2 separate regions of the Cricetulus griseus genome follow, and region 2 is linked to region 1. Evidence: chromatin contacts called from public Hi-C data. All regions are on one chromosome and are shown on one strand. The core of a region is the stretch at or near the end of the contact, and the rest is flanking DNA. Distances in the headings are between cores, read along the strand shown.

Region 1 (7,799 bases), core at 5,241-7,740:
CTGTAGTAAGAAGAAACAATGGAGGTAAAGATTTCTTGGAGGTGTGTTCTGTCTGGGCAGAGTGCAGAGGGCTGGGTCCTGCTGCCTGCGGAGGACGTGCTGTTTCCTTCCCTCCTGTCTTCCTATTACAGCTTTGCTGTGAACACACAGCCCTGTTCTACAGAGAGGGCTGCTCCTTTATCTACTGGGTCTACAGATCCTGACAGAGAGACCACAGTGTTCTCCCAGCTCCCCGAGCTCGCGGGAGCATGCCACTCTGATTACTGTCACACAGCAATAGAGGCCAAGGATGCAGTTTTGCAGCTGGGGAAACAAATGTTGTTGTTGGGTAAAGAATAAAAATAACTAAGCTGGCTCCCATAGAAGAACATGAGGTGCTTGGTGACCCCGGGCACAGGCTTCTCAGCTGCCTACCCAGCTTCCGGACATGTACGTGTGCTGGTTTTCATTCTTAGTCATTTGTGTAATGATCTAGTTTGTGCCAGCTACTTTGATACACAAATGAAATAATGAGATATCTCAAATGCAGAGAGCTGTAGTGTACTGACAGCTTTGAACATGGGGACGCTCCATAAACACCAGGCAGATGTCCTTCCTTCCTGGCTTTGAGGCTTGCTGGCTGATGCCAGCCCCATCTGAGGGGCAAAATTAGTTTCCAGATTAGAATTCAAAGCCTGTGTTCCTCTGCCTCACCTCTAACAGGTCTTTAGTCTTTCTATCCAGCGCCCACCCCTGACTCTGTCTTTAGAGTCATAGTGTTTTTTCTTTCCCTTTTATCATTCCTGGCCTCTGCCTTGAATCTGAAATACAGGAAACAGTATCACAACTGTGCTTTGCTTTTTATGAAGCTGGTCATGTGAAGGTGACATTTGAAAATGGCTGAAGTGTAGGGAGTAAGTGTGAAAGTCTGTGTTTTCGTGTGGTTTCGAGACCAAAGATCCTACAACAAAACTGGCTCTTCCTGCAAAGCCCCTTGCCAGGGCTACCCCAGCTAAGAAGCCCTTTGTCATTCCCACCATGACTGTATAGTAGCACTTCAGGGGCACCAGGTGGGCGCTGACACGCATGGGATAGTAGGGAACTAAGGGAGGCTTCTGGTACAGACATAGGCAGCATTACTGCCATCAACAGGAACATGGGAACGATGTGACTTTTTTGTTTTTTGTCCAGTGTAGCTTCAAGGCTGTAACTTATCATTAGATAGCCTCAAAAGACAACACAGCATTTCAGCCCAGCTTCTCAGAGATGTATCTATTGTAGGCAGGAGAATTTTCTCTGTCTGCCAGTCCCACTGGACTTGTTTCTTTCCGCCCACCGGGAGCCGCTTATGAAATAACACTCTGAGGCTTATTATCAGCTGCAATTGTTTGGCCAATGGCTTAGACTTCTTACTGGCTAGCTCTCTCTCATAAATTATCCATTTCTATTCATCTGTGTATCACCAAGTGGTTGTAGCTTACCGGTGATGCCCTGGCATCATGCTTCCCCGGCAGGCTACATGGCGTCTCCTCGACTCTGTCTTCCTTCTCTCTAGCTCTTTGTTCAGATTCCCTGCCTAGCTATATTCTGTCTGTACATGGGTCAAAACAGCTTTATTCATCAACCAATAAAAGTAACACTCTTTCACAGCATACAGAAGGACATGCCACATCAACCCAGAGTCAGGGAAATCCTGAGCAAATAAGTGATTTTCAGTTTCCTTTGGGGCTAGGTATTGCTAAACCAAGCATTAACTTCAAGGAAAATGACTGACCCAAAATTTATCATAATACTGCTACCCCAATTCCCAACTCCCAACAGATAACATACAGAATTTGAAAGAAATGCCTGGAGAAAAATGAACCCCTCCCCCAAAGGGAAGAAAGAAAGAACAAAAGAAAATTCCCAAAGAGTCCCAAAGTTCTCCACTAAGTTTTAAGATCACAGAAAAAAATTTCTATAGTTCCCAAAGAAGCTTGTACCACAGGTATAGTAATTTTGTATATATTTTTGGATTAGCTGAGGCTGAGCTATCCTAAATATTGAAAATAACATGACAGCCCTGGACTGATGATGTGACACTCATTTATCTTTCTGGCTGTATCTACATTTGGTAGCAGATGAGTCATCCTGGCAGGTCAGGGCATGTCACCATTTGGAGGTGGCCTCTGTTTAGTGACACCAGAGGAAGCGTTTGATCTGTTAAGAGAACAAATGTCCACCGGTGCATTACAGATGTGATGTCCCCTGCCCCACCTCATCCATCCCAGGGAAGGGTGTGCTAGGACCAGTAATATACCTTGAAATGAATTTCTGCACCACAAGGACAGCCCTGGTGACCCTGGACAGGGTCAGAATTAGAAGTACAGTGACGGTCTCAAGATGTAAGGAGACTGGCTCTCTGGGTGTGCCTAGAACTTCCCTTCCTTCAGAACTACTAAGAGCTTCCAGGGCTCCGAGTCCTGTACCCAACTGCCAGGCCAGCCTCACGCCAGAGGAGTGGAAGTCTCTTTACATTCTCAGTTCTAAATGCCAGCCTGGCATCTCACAGCTGTCACTCCCAAGAGACAAAGGCCAGAGGCATTAGGATTCTCCTTTAGAAGTCACTCAAAGTTAAAGGAGCCACCCTGGCATTACTTTAGGCCCTATCTGAGCCCCATGTGCTGATGTGCCTTGTGCCTGAGTATCAGCTCTATAGGCCACAGTGAGGGACCTCTGTTTCACATGGCATCCAGGGAAGGAGCAGCCAGGGAGCAAGCTGCCTGGGGCTTTCCCATGTTCACGTGTGAGCGATCACTTACCTTTCCCCCAAAAAGGAATAATCCCACCTTCCCACACCAGCTAACTCAAAAGCCTTAGAGTCGGAGCAGCCATGCAGGGTTACGGTGAAGCACTGGCAAACTTCTTCACCTTTCTGCCTTCTCAAACATTTTCCATCATTTCTTTCTAAGCAGTAAGAATCCAAGCAGAAGGACCGTCTAGCAGCTTGTGAAAATGTTAGGACTGGGCAGTGCTGTGCACAGGCCACGGGACTGTGTTCCTTACACACACAGGCCCACCAGTCAAAAAAATTTCTGTGTGGACAATATATGGGCCCTGGTCTAGCATCTGCTAACCAGTGTAACAGCACATGTATCGTGCATCGTGCGTCATCTAGAGAAGACTTAAAGTCAGGGAACCACTGCACAGGTGGTATACATACTGTCATTTCATGCTAGGGACTTGGGCGGCACAGAGTTGGCAATTGGGAGGGTCCTGGAGCCACTGTTGAAGGTGGCAAGGGCTCCAAGGTTTGATTCCCAGCACCCACATGTTGGCTCACAACTGTCTGTAATTCCAGTCCCAGGAGATCTGATGCTCTCTTCTGGTCTCTGTGGGCACCAGGCATGTACTTGCTATATAGACTTAACATATACATAAAACAAATAAACAAACAAATAATTTTAAAAAGTCTGTATAGGATTCCCCAGGACATTGTGAGGACAGGGGCATCTGCCCCTCTTGAAGTCAGTGTCATCACAGTCTTGACCTGATTTATACCAGATTGACCAAGGTGGCAGCTAAGTCATCTGTGCAGTGCACGTGGTGTGCACATGGCTTTCCTCAATGCCGTAGGCACACAGGGAGGGGACAGGGTGCTGGTCAAGTTGGATGCCCTACTACACGCTCCCCCGCCCCAGGTTTTCTTCTCTCTATCCTGGTTTTTTCATCTACAAATTGCTTTGCTAGATTTGTTAAGTTTCATTACATTTTTGCTCCCCCCTCACGTCCGTGTGTGTGTGTCTGTGTGCTGTGGTACATGTGTGGAGGTCAGAGGGTAACCCTGTTTGAAGTAGGATTTCTTCATTGGTCATTGCTGTAAATGCGAGACTAGCTGGCATTTGGGCTTCCAGGGAGTCTGCTGCTCTGCCTTGCCTATCATGTAGGAGCACCGGGCCTGCTACCATGTCTCACTTTATGTGGGTTTGGGGATTTGAACTCATGTGCTCACACTTTTACATCAAATGTTTCACACACTGATCCATTTCCTTGGACTTCCATTCCTAAGCCTCTTAGAAGTGTTAACTCATTGGCCAGTCACTGCCGCACATGGCAGTAGTTACAGATGTCAGTGTCCCCAGAGCCAGGGTGTGGCTTGGAATTTGAACCACTCGGTCTGGCCTCAGTATCTTCACTCTGAACACGGTACTGTCATATAGGTATTCACTGGAATCCAAGATAAACCCCTGCCATCCGTTTTGGGAAAATAAATAGCATTTAACTTTTCTCCATGTAGCTGTTCGAGAACCGAGAAAGAGTTTAACATTGCTCTTGGTCTTGCATGCTCAATGCTGAGCAAATGCCGCCTAACAAGACTGCTAAATCCAGACAGAAACTTTGAGCAAGGAGTGTGACTCTCCCCACTGCCCTGATTTGCTCCTGGAACTCTGAAGGAGTGGATCCCCAACATTTTCTGAATATAAGATTCCTGCTTGAAGTAATAGTCACAGAAAATCAAGACCCATGTCCCTCGGGTTTTATCTTTGGTATTCAATCACTGGGAAGAGCTGTGTGAGCCCATTGATACCTCTGTGCCATGGCTCCACCACCCCAACATGCCTGAAACAGCAGCTTATACAGAGGAAAGAGTTATTTGTCTCACACTTGCACAGTTTCCCGTTCCTCACTGGGCAGATGTGCTGCTTCTAGGTCTTGGGTGAGGGCTCCTCATGACCTTCTGAAGGCATGGTATAGCAAAATAAGAGAGGATAAAAGACCAGTATCCCACATCCTTTGAGCAATGCTACAAATGACCCCAAGACCCCCCTCTAGGCCATACCTCTTAAAGGCTCCAATAGTGCTTCAGGCTATGTGCCAACTCTTCAACACTTGAAGGACATTTAAGATCCCAGTTGTAGTCCTTCTACATAATTTATGTGTGCATGTGGGTAGGTGGGGGTTAAGTATGCACTCCTGTGGGTGTGCATGTGTGTTACATGCATGTGTGTTATATGCACATGTGCTACATGCATTTGTGTTGCGTGCATGTGTGTTACATGCATGTGGAAACCAGTGGTAGCTGTTGAGTGTCTTCCTCCATTGCTCTTTACCTTCCTTTTTGAAGGAAGGCCCTTCACTGAAGAACCTGGAGTTCATCTACACTGATTGGCCAGTGAGCTCTGGGAAGCCACCTGACAGTCCACTTCCACCCCTACTCTGTGCTGGGATTCTATAAGCTCGTGGCTGTGACCATTTTTATGTTTGGGGGCACATCTGAACGTAGATCCCCATGCTTGCACAGCAGGCACTCCACTGACAGAGTCATCTCCGAAGACCCTCTTCTAAACAGTGTTATTCATGATGTCGTACTCGTCGATCGCCCATACGCATGTGGAGTAGCATCTGTCCAGCTGTAGAAAGAGGCCAGGCATCTGAATCTATACATTTACTGTGGAAGCCACTCCCTCCCACACTTCCTGCTGGCCCAGGCTCCTCTTGTAACTGTTTCTCCACCTGCAGCCAGAGTGGACAGAGGTGAAGACATTTCCAGAAGAGCCAGACTGGGGAGTTCTGTGAGTCCTCCTCAGAGCTGATGACTTACCTGTGAATGGAGCTGCTTGGGCTTTCCCAGAGACCCAGAGCATCCTCAGAGGCTGGAGCGGTGGGGGTATGGTGGGCCCTCACCCCCATGCCTTCTGGAGTTGACCCCCCGTGACTTTAGACTAGTTCTTCTGGGAAGCTAGAGCCCATTCCACAGTATGCTTTCACTCATACAACAACTCAGCTGTGCCTGCATCATGTGTAGGGACCATGCAGAGTATTAGCACTGAGGCCGTTGCATGCTCTCCTCCCTCTCCCATGGGAGTGGGCATGCACATATGGACACACATCTGGGGCACGTATACACATACTTGGAGCCCCTGGAGGATGCTGAGGTCTAGACTAACTGCTGAAGTGCCAAGGAACAGTGGCTATAAAAATGCATTTGAGATTAAATGCAGTGGAATGTGGGAATGAGTGGGGCCGGAGACAGAAAAGTGTGGGAAAGAGAATTCTACTTCCACTTCGTAGGTGACTTCTTTGACCCTCAGTTTCTCTTCTGTGCTCCCAGCTTGTTGATCTCAAAGGCTTAGTCAGGGGCCTCAGTCCAGAGGAGACAGGCTGTGCATTTCTGTGAGGACTGCTGATAGAAGGCACCAGGTCTTAGCACATCAGACAGATTTCCTGTCACACTGTCAGGAGGTTTCCCGACAGGCCTCCACCAGGGCTCTCTCCTCAGCAGCTCTGCAGGGAGAGGAGTCCACCTGGAAACACTCCTGCCCTAAGATCCTGTGTCCTTGTCCTGACATGGGGCAGCTACACGATGCACAGAGGTGACAGGCTTCACTTCCATCCCTGCTGATAGTGGGGAGGGCACGACATATGGTGTCCTTCCTTGTCTTGTGCTGAGTGGGTCTGAGATGAGTAAACACAGTGCTGCATGTAGCAGAGGAAGACACGATGCTCAAGACTGACCTCACGATGGTGGGAAGGGAACAGGAAGCAATGCTGTCACAGCCCTGGGCGTTGGTTCTTTGGATGTGACTGTGTGACCTCTGATTACTGTTGCTGGAGTGGTGCCCATGTGGCAAGGGTAGCATTTCCTCAAGGCGTGACCAACAAACAGAGAACTGCTTCTCAAAATCATTTCTTTAAATATTCAGTTGGATATGAATAAGCCAAGGTTGTTATGGCGATCCCCCATGGTACTCAATGAAGGCAGTTCTTGTCACAGTCACCATGACAACATCCAATCTACAACTTACATGCATCTGCAATTACATTCCATTAAAAATGAAAGGTTTCTGTTACTGCACTCCAACCTGACATGACCACCATTTCCCCAGAGATCAAAGCCCTGGTCTGCTGGCGAATGCACTTTCAAAGGGACCAAGTCCCGGGTAATTGCTTTTTAATTCTTGTGGAAGTTTGAATGCAATTACATTTAGGATTGCTCAAACCACAATTATAAAATGTAGTGATTTTAGGTTAGGGTTATTCAGTCCCGCTCCCCAGACCTCCATCAAGCCCTCTCCTTTTATACCAACTCCATACTCAGCTATGTGGCCATCAAGGGCAAGTGTGACAGAACCTCCAATGAGGGGGCTCCTTCTCGTTTCCCAGGCCAACAGCATGTCAGGCTGGGTCATTTGTGAGCTTTGCTGTGTTGGCTCACCTGCACTGACCTCTCAGTGCTGAGTAAGGTGGAACTCAGTCTGTTTGCAGAAGGCTAACAGAGCCTGGGAGAATTTATCTTTGATATTGTTAGATGTGTCTTTTCCCTTGTAGGGCCCCTTCTTTGGGGCAATAGACCATGCACCCTTGGAAGAAGGTATGTAAACAACTCAAAGGCTTAATTCTATTATGTGCCGAAGGGAAACTGAGAAAAATGTTTGCTCCTCAATAATTACCTTTGATTCCAAGCAGCCAGTCCTGAATGACAATGATATAATGATAGGGGTCAAGCTAGGATCTTTTCCTTGCACAAGATAAGTGTCTTGTGCAGGGCTTGAACGGGGGGGGGGGGGGGGAGGGGGGGGGGGGGTCTGGTGAGTGAAAATAAAACCTGCATTTTTAAAATTTAAATTAGAAACAAGCTTCTTTTACATGTCAATCTCAGTTCCCTCTCCCTCCCCTCCTCCCCTGCCCCCCACCGACCCCCTATCCCAACCCCTTTCTGTTCCCCAGGGAGGGTGAGGGCTTCCAGGGGGATCTTCAAAGCCTGTCATATCATTTGGGGCAGGGCCTAGACCCTCCCCAGTGTGTCTAGGCTGAGAGAGAATCCCTCTATGTGGAGTGGG
Region 2 (6,833 bases), core at 1,917-4,416, 250 kb after region 1:
TTCTTCTAGAGACCCCTGACTAACACACCTTCTGTAGACTTATTTGTCAGAGGACTGCTCCCTTGGCATCCTGAGAGCAGAGAGCTATGACATTTACTGCCAACCTTTTGGTTGGAGTCCTTCTATTACCACTAGTTCAAAGGTTCTACCATCCTACTCAACTTGCTACTCCCACATGGTGACCTTCTGTTTTCCAATTTGAATTATTAATGCTGTCTGAATAAAGCCCTCATCATTTCTTCAGCCTTAGCCATCTACCCACTTTATTCTCAGAGCGGGCAAGACAATTATTCAACAGAATTCATGAGGTTGATTGACAGTCTCGATGGCACACATCTTAAAGAGGAGGAGACTGGAACCGACAAACATATTCTTGTGTGTTATCGTTGGGCTGTGCAGCTTATTAAGGTTTGACCTCTGAGTCTGGATTTTACTTGGGGCTTGTGTTCTTTCTTAGCCATAGATTATAGTTTTGCCTTGATTATTCTATGACGGACTATCAGGACACCTGCAGACAGTCCCTGGCGTCTACTGTTACCTGAGTTCACAGAGAAGTGGGAGTGTCCCAGAGTGCACCTTAATGCATCTCTCATAGACACACAGTTAAGTATTGACGTTCAGAAGTCATGCATGGGCTACTAGGAGATAAAAATCCCAAATCACCTTACCAGTCTGCAGGAATCACATGTAGAACCCTTTCAGTCTTTAGGACCCTCCTTTGTACATTTCCTAGAAAGTGTGTCTGTGCCCCCTTAACAGTCAACTCTGGGACTGACCTTTGCTCCCAGGTAAATGAGAGATATGCAGCCACCTCCTCTATGTATATAAGAACATGAGTGACCAAAAGATGAGTCTGGAATGCAGTAAAGGCATGGGCAGTGTTTCCTCACTCGAGATGCCATTGTTTTCTGCCTATCCCATGTCACAGGCTGAACAGTGTCCCAAGCAGATTCAGGCACTTCCAAGGGGCTTCGCCTTCTGCTGATGTTTGCCCATCAGAGGCAGAAGGCAATGCAGTGTGGCCCTTTTCAGATGTGTACTTGTGACATCCTCCACCCAGCCTGCTCTCAAGCAAGGCAGCAGGTGCAGTGGTGTGTAGCAGTCTGCTGGAGGTGTGGCTCTTTTCCGGCCTCCAAAGTTCTACTCTCTCTCCAGCTGTGAGGCCAGAGGGTTCTGTAGACACACTCACATAGACCCATGCCAGGGATCCCTTGCCAGACAGGAGTACCTCTGACCAGAGCCAGGCACTGGATGTCTCATCATCCAGTGAATACAATCAAAGTCTGGGCACCTGTCTTCTTCTTGCTAAGAAGGACTGGCCCAAGTAGAACTTGATGATTAGAAAGAGAAGCAATTTAAGGTCTCCCAAAGGTAGCACTGTCAATCCCAAAACAGTTAGAACTTGATATGTGCCCAGGATCAGTGTGACCAAGGGTTCCTAGGTATGCAATGACACACTCTTGTAAAAGAAAACAAGCTCCTTCTATTTGCCTTAAAATATTTAACCACTCTAAATACTGTGCTGTGGGTAAGAAGTGAGGGCCAGGGCTTACGGCTGTGCACCGACTTTTTCACTGTTTCTCATCCTTGCACTTAGTCACAAAACCCAGAGGAACTATTTAGCAGAAGAAGCATTCTGTGGAATATTGAAATTTTGCCTTGTGTCTCCTGTTTAGCTTCATAGAGATCATATTCTCCCTGCAAATGTCTCTAAGCAGCTTTGTTTTTATTTTGAAGGAACTTTATAGTTTTTCAAGAACATGTGCTGAGAGAATTGAGTTTTCACTGTTGCCTGTGGAAAACTTGGTATCGTCATCACCAACGGGGCAGACAATCGGGCCCCCTCCCCTTCTCTATGCAGATGGACATGCGCTTACTCTAGCTGCATCATGGGTAATTGCTGTTTAACCTTGTAAAATCCCAAGGCTGCATGGGTCGGCCTGGCCCTTTAAGACAGAGAGTCAGTTTAGAATGGGCAGGTTCCCTGGAGTTCTAAAGCTAGATGTGTGGAGGGCACAGAGAGCTGTTGGGATATGGCCTAGATGAGCAATGTCTTGGCAGAAGCCACCATCTTAGGCTAGGTGAAATGACCCAGGATGCCTTGGGGGGGGCATGGAGGGAGGGTACTCCCTGGAGAGAGGGGTTTAGGTGCCAAAGTTGGGGAGTGTTGAGTCCCTCTGCTGAGAAACCATGGATGCCAGTCCAATTTGGCAGAAAACCATGGGGCCTGGGGCCAGCAAGGATGAGGTGGGCTGCGAATAGCTCTGCTATATAGATGCCTTTGTCTGTCTCTCACTAGGAAACACCTTGTCTCCAGCCAGATTCCCTGTCACTGTGGCTCAGCTTCTCATTTTTTGTTTAAACATATGGCCTAAGTTTGTGAACACAAGTATTTATGTGTAGAAAACAGGAAATGTGTTGCTATATTTATGATTTGGGGTTAGGACATTCCCAAAGGTTCTGCCTGAGAGACCCTGCCATTAACCAGTCCTCAGTTTCTTTCCCAAACCCGCCAGTGGTCACCATCCCCTACACTGGAAAGGGGGTGGGAATTAGCTGTAGTGGGGCTTTGGTGGCCAGTGGGAGGGGAGTTATTTAGTTGCTGGTGCCTGTGTTATCCCATGGAAGGCTGCTCCTCGCTTTTCCTCTCCACTGAGCTGTCTCTTGCTGGGCTCTTCCCCCAAGGCTCCAACTCTAAGGTTTCCATGAACCCCTGCTTCTATGTCATCATTACTTTAGGTTATGGAGTTGTAGGTTGGGGACAGAGGTTTGTCCTGTTGAGAGGCAGTCAAAGGCATTCATAGCAGAGGTCTGATGAAGGACTAAGACTTCCCAGGTGCCCTCTTGAGGCCCTGCTCACCTCAAGGTAATGCTGGTGGTGATCACTCACGTGATCAGGCACCATGCTGACTCCCCAAATCAAAGCATCTCCCACCCACCTTTGGGGACACACCACTTGTAAGTGGCCAGGTCCTTTCCAGTCTGTGGTTTCCAGACATGGAAACCTTTTCTTGGTCAGCTCCAGGTGGAGACTTCCAGGCAGTAGGGTGGGAGACTCAGTGAAGCATGGCTGGGCTTTCTCCATCCTAAGTGGGAGGATTGGAAGACCATCAGCTGATAACCAGAGGGACAGAGATGGGATGCACCAAGAAGCCCCCGTGACCCTTCTCCTTTGCAATCAGAATGCTTACTGGTCACCTCGAGGCTACAGAGTCAGTGAAGTCAAACGATGCTAGAGGACCCGAGTCAGGGAGCAGGGGCCAACCATGAGAAGAAGACCGATGCTACAGCTCAGGGCCCTGGGGAGGGCAGCAAGCCTGAGGAGGTAAGCCAGGCCAAGAAGCAGCATGTCCCTTGGATGGGGAATGGATTGGGTAGAACTCTGCCTCTTGTCTTGAGACCTGCCATTCCTTTCTACAACTCTGGTTGTAGCTCAGTGTGATCTCGCTCTGAGCTGGTCCAGCCTCTGGGATGCCTTTGAGTGACAGGTGAAGAGCTGAGAATACAGAACACCGTGGCTCCCTTCTTCTAGTCCACGAGAAGGTGTCAGGCTTCTGAAAATGCGTCAGATTTTTCAGGACATTTGCAGTCCTTAAATCATGCCAGGAAACTCCCCAATCCTTACAAACACACACACACACACACACACACACACACACACGCACGCACGCACGCACGCACGCACGCACACATGTGCACATTGCTTCCACATATCCAGTCTTTTGTTTTATTTGTTTCATGGGAGGCTGTCACTTCTCTTAGGATCTGACCCTGTTTATTGTCAGAACAAAGCTGCAGCTTCCACTGGGTCAACTGAAGAGGCCCACAGAAAACCTGGGGTGTGAAGATTAAAACTTTCTGATTCCAGTCGCTGTTTGAAAGCTAGCAATACATCAATCACAGTATATCTGAGGGCTCACTGTGGACACTGAGGATATAGTGGCATGACTAACATGACCTTGATATTGACAGTGTTAATTTAGTACTAGGTCCTTACCTAACCATATCTTACATTTTGTCAGTACTGAGTGGGGTATTAGGTTCCTTAGGAGGCCTGCTAATGTCACAGAGCCTATGCTTGGTGGCTGCCACAAGAAACCTGGGGCCTTTTGACTGAATGTGTGAGGATCCCCTTGCAGTAAGGGGCTCAGAGACCATAGGTGAAGTCACCAAGTAGCCCAAGCATGTAGAGGTGGGGGCCTTGGTACATAGCCCTCACAGAGCACGTGAGGAGGGGAGGACATGTTCTTTTCTGTGAGGCACGAGATGACTCTTCAGTGTTTCAGGGATTCTTTTTGTAGAAGATTCATGTTCTAGCTTTCTTCCCAGAAAGCAAAGGTGTGGAGGGGTTAAAGGATGGAGGGGAGGGTTTAATTCTACAAGCAGAACCGACTGCAGTGTGTAGAGGTGGCCCCCGGGGCTCCTCAGGAACAGCATCCCACACTGTGTTAGGTTCCTAATGTATATGGAAGGACAAGATGTGAGCCCCTGGTCAGAGAGGTCACACAGCAAGCACTGTTGAAGATAGGCAGAGGGATATGGGTGTCACTATAACACAGTATCCCACAGAGAACATCAAAAGGTCACGGCACTATGTCATGTAATGAGGAAGTGTTCAGAAAATGGTGTTTTCTGCCGGGCGTTGGTGGCGCACTCCTTTAATCCCAACACTTGGGAGGCAGAGGTAGGGGGATCTCTGTGAGTTCGAGACCAGCCTGGTCTACAAGAGCTAGTTCCAGGACAGCCTCCAAAGCCACAGAGAAACCCTGCCTCAAAAAACAAAAAACAAAAAAAAAAAAAAAAAAAAATGGTGTTTTCACCACGGGGAAGGTGAAGCAGAAGTCACCTTGAGTTATCTCATGAGTTTGGCCCCTGGTCACTGACACGCTGCCCATCCCTCTTCCCAGGTGGGTGGCTTGTTGATGTCAAGGTTTACTAGGGTCTGAGAACTACTGTGGGTTGGAGTTACAGTTTGAATTTCAGATGTCCCCCCCAAAGATCATATGTGCAACACTGATGTCCAGTAGGTGCTGCTATTGGTAGGTGGTGGAGGCTAAGGCTAAGTTAGGTCATTAGGAACATGCCTTTGAAAGAACTAGTGAAGTCCCAGGCCATTCTCTCTCACTCTCTCTCACTCTCTCCCCCTCTGTCTGTCTCCCTCCCTCTCTCCCCTCCCCCCCTCCCCTCTGTCTCCCCCTCTGCCTCCCTTCCTATCTCTCTCCCCCTCTCCCCCTCTCCCCTTCTTGGTTGTCATAAGTGAGTAGTTTTGCTACAGTGCTCTGTCTCGCCACAAGCCCAAAGTGACAGAGCCCAGAAGCTGTGAACTGAAAGTTCTGAAACCAGAAGCCTAAACAAAATTTTCTTCCTTCTAAGTTGGTTCCCTCGGGTCTTTTCTGACAGGGACGGGAATCTGACTGACACAGTTGGTCCTCTGCTAAGAGTTTCTTACAGCACACATGTTCTGGAAAGTTAACACCGTCCTTCACTGGAGATTCAAGGCCCCCAGTTCCATGCGTCCCCTGGGAGCCATGCCTCCTTCTGGAAGACCTGAATTGTAGGTTGCATTTATGACACTTTGTGCACTGGGGGAATAATATCACAGCAATCTCTCATCTAAATATGCGATTCGCATATATTAATAAAAACAGAACTTTTTTAAAAGAACTATTCTATGTGAGAAAAGTATCCAGGGGTTTGATTGGCAGAGATGCACTTCTGGTTTGCCACCATAGTCCTCTGCACCAAATCCTCCGAATCTGGTGTTAGGAGCAAAGTTCCCAGAAAGGGAGAAGAATGTTAAGACCAAAATGCAATCACTTCCCCATTGTCTCCAGAACTGGGAGAGCAAAATGGCCAGAAACTTCTAATGTGTACATTCTCTCTGTAAGATTCAGTCCATCTGATCTGTGGTCCTATTCTTAAAGGTGATCCCTATGGAAGGAAAGAGAAGTGTTCTCCTCACCCTTAAAGGAGGAAAACAACAGGCACACACACACACACTCACACAGCACACACACATATATATACACACTCACACACACATACACCCACACCCTCCACACACACACACCCACACACCCACACATACACCCACCCCCACTCCCCATACACACACACACACATATACACACACACTCACACCCACACATACACTCACACACACCCCACATACACATATACACACACTCTCACATACACACACATACACCCCCCACACACACACACACGTGCACACACACACTCACACACATACACATACTCACACACATACACACACACAAGTGTTCACACACACATATACACACATATATACATACTCACACACATACACAAACACACTCTTACACACACACATATACACACACACACACACACACACACACACACTCACACACACATACACACCCCTCAGGGCCAACGTTTCCCACAGAGGACGTCTATAGAGCTCTGTTGGGACACCTTCTTCAACACTGAGCAAAGTGACAGGACAAAGGACAAGCCTCCGAGAATCTGGGGCAGCAACTGATGGGAAAGCAATCACTATGGGGGAAGGTGTTCCTAGACAGGGCCTTATCAGCCCCAGCAGTATCCCAGGTGATAGTGCTAACTGTTCTGTGATGGGGACAAGTGCCTCTGTCTCCCTGATCTGTCCCTTTGGGCAAAGAGGCAGAAGAGCACTTTTCTCACTTGATTTGTCTCATTCTCCCGTTTGCCATCAGCGCCTCAATCACCAAGCTCAGGAAGCAGGTGGGAGTGGCTTCTGCTGGCGTCTGATGGTACCTGTTGGGTGTATACATTAATACAAACAAATACATGACTTTAAAATTGGCATC

What was found. Hi-C and Micro-C count contacts between places; a contact is called where the count stands out from the background.
Region 2: a Hi-C map of liver shows a contact between it and region 1, with 3 times the contacts expected there. The contact joins the promoter of LOC100772850 here to the enhancer-like site in region 1. A contact is called at or near these places in 2 of 8 Hi-C or Micro-C datasets (fibroblasts and liver).

The regions. Positions count from the first base shown.
Region 1 is chr2:292,513,636-292,521,434 of CriGri-PICRH-1.0, forward strand. All of the region lies in intron 3 of LOC100773612 (ribosomal protein S6 kinase alpha-2), which reads left to right. Among named protein-coding and RNA genes, the nearest start is that of Rnaset2, 99 kb to the left of the region's middle. Within about 2 kb of position 6,491, at least 1 of the 6 cell types and tissues checked has open chromatin away from gene starts, as enhancers often do.
Region 2 is chr2:292,766,153-292,772,985 of CriGri-PICRH-1.0, forward strand. LOC100772850 (centromere protein J) reads left to right here and starts at 3,167. Exons shown (of 11, transcript XM_027400967.1): 1 at 3,167-3,329; 2 at 4,030-4,033. The coding sequence starts at 3,230.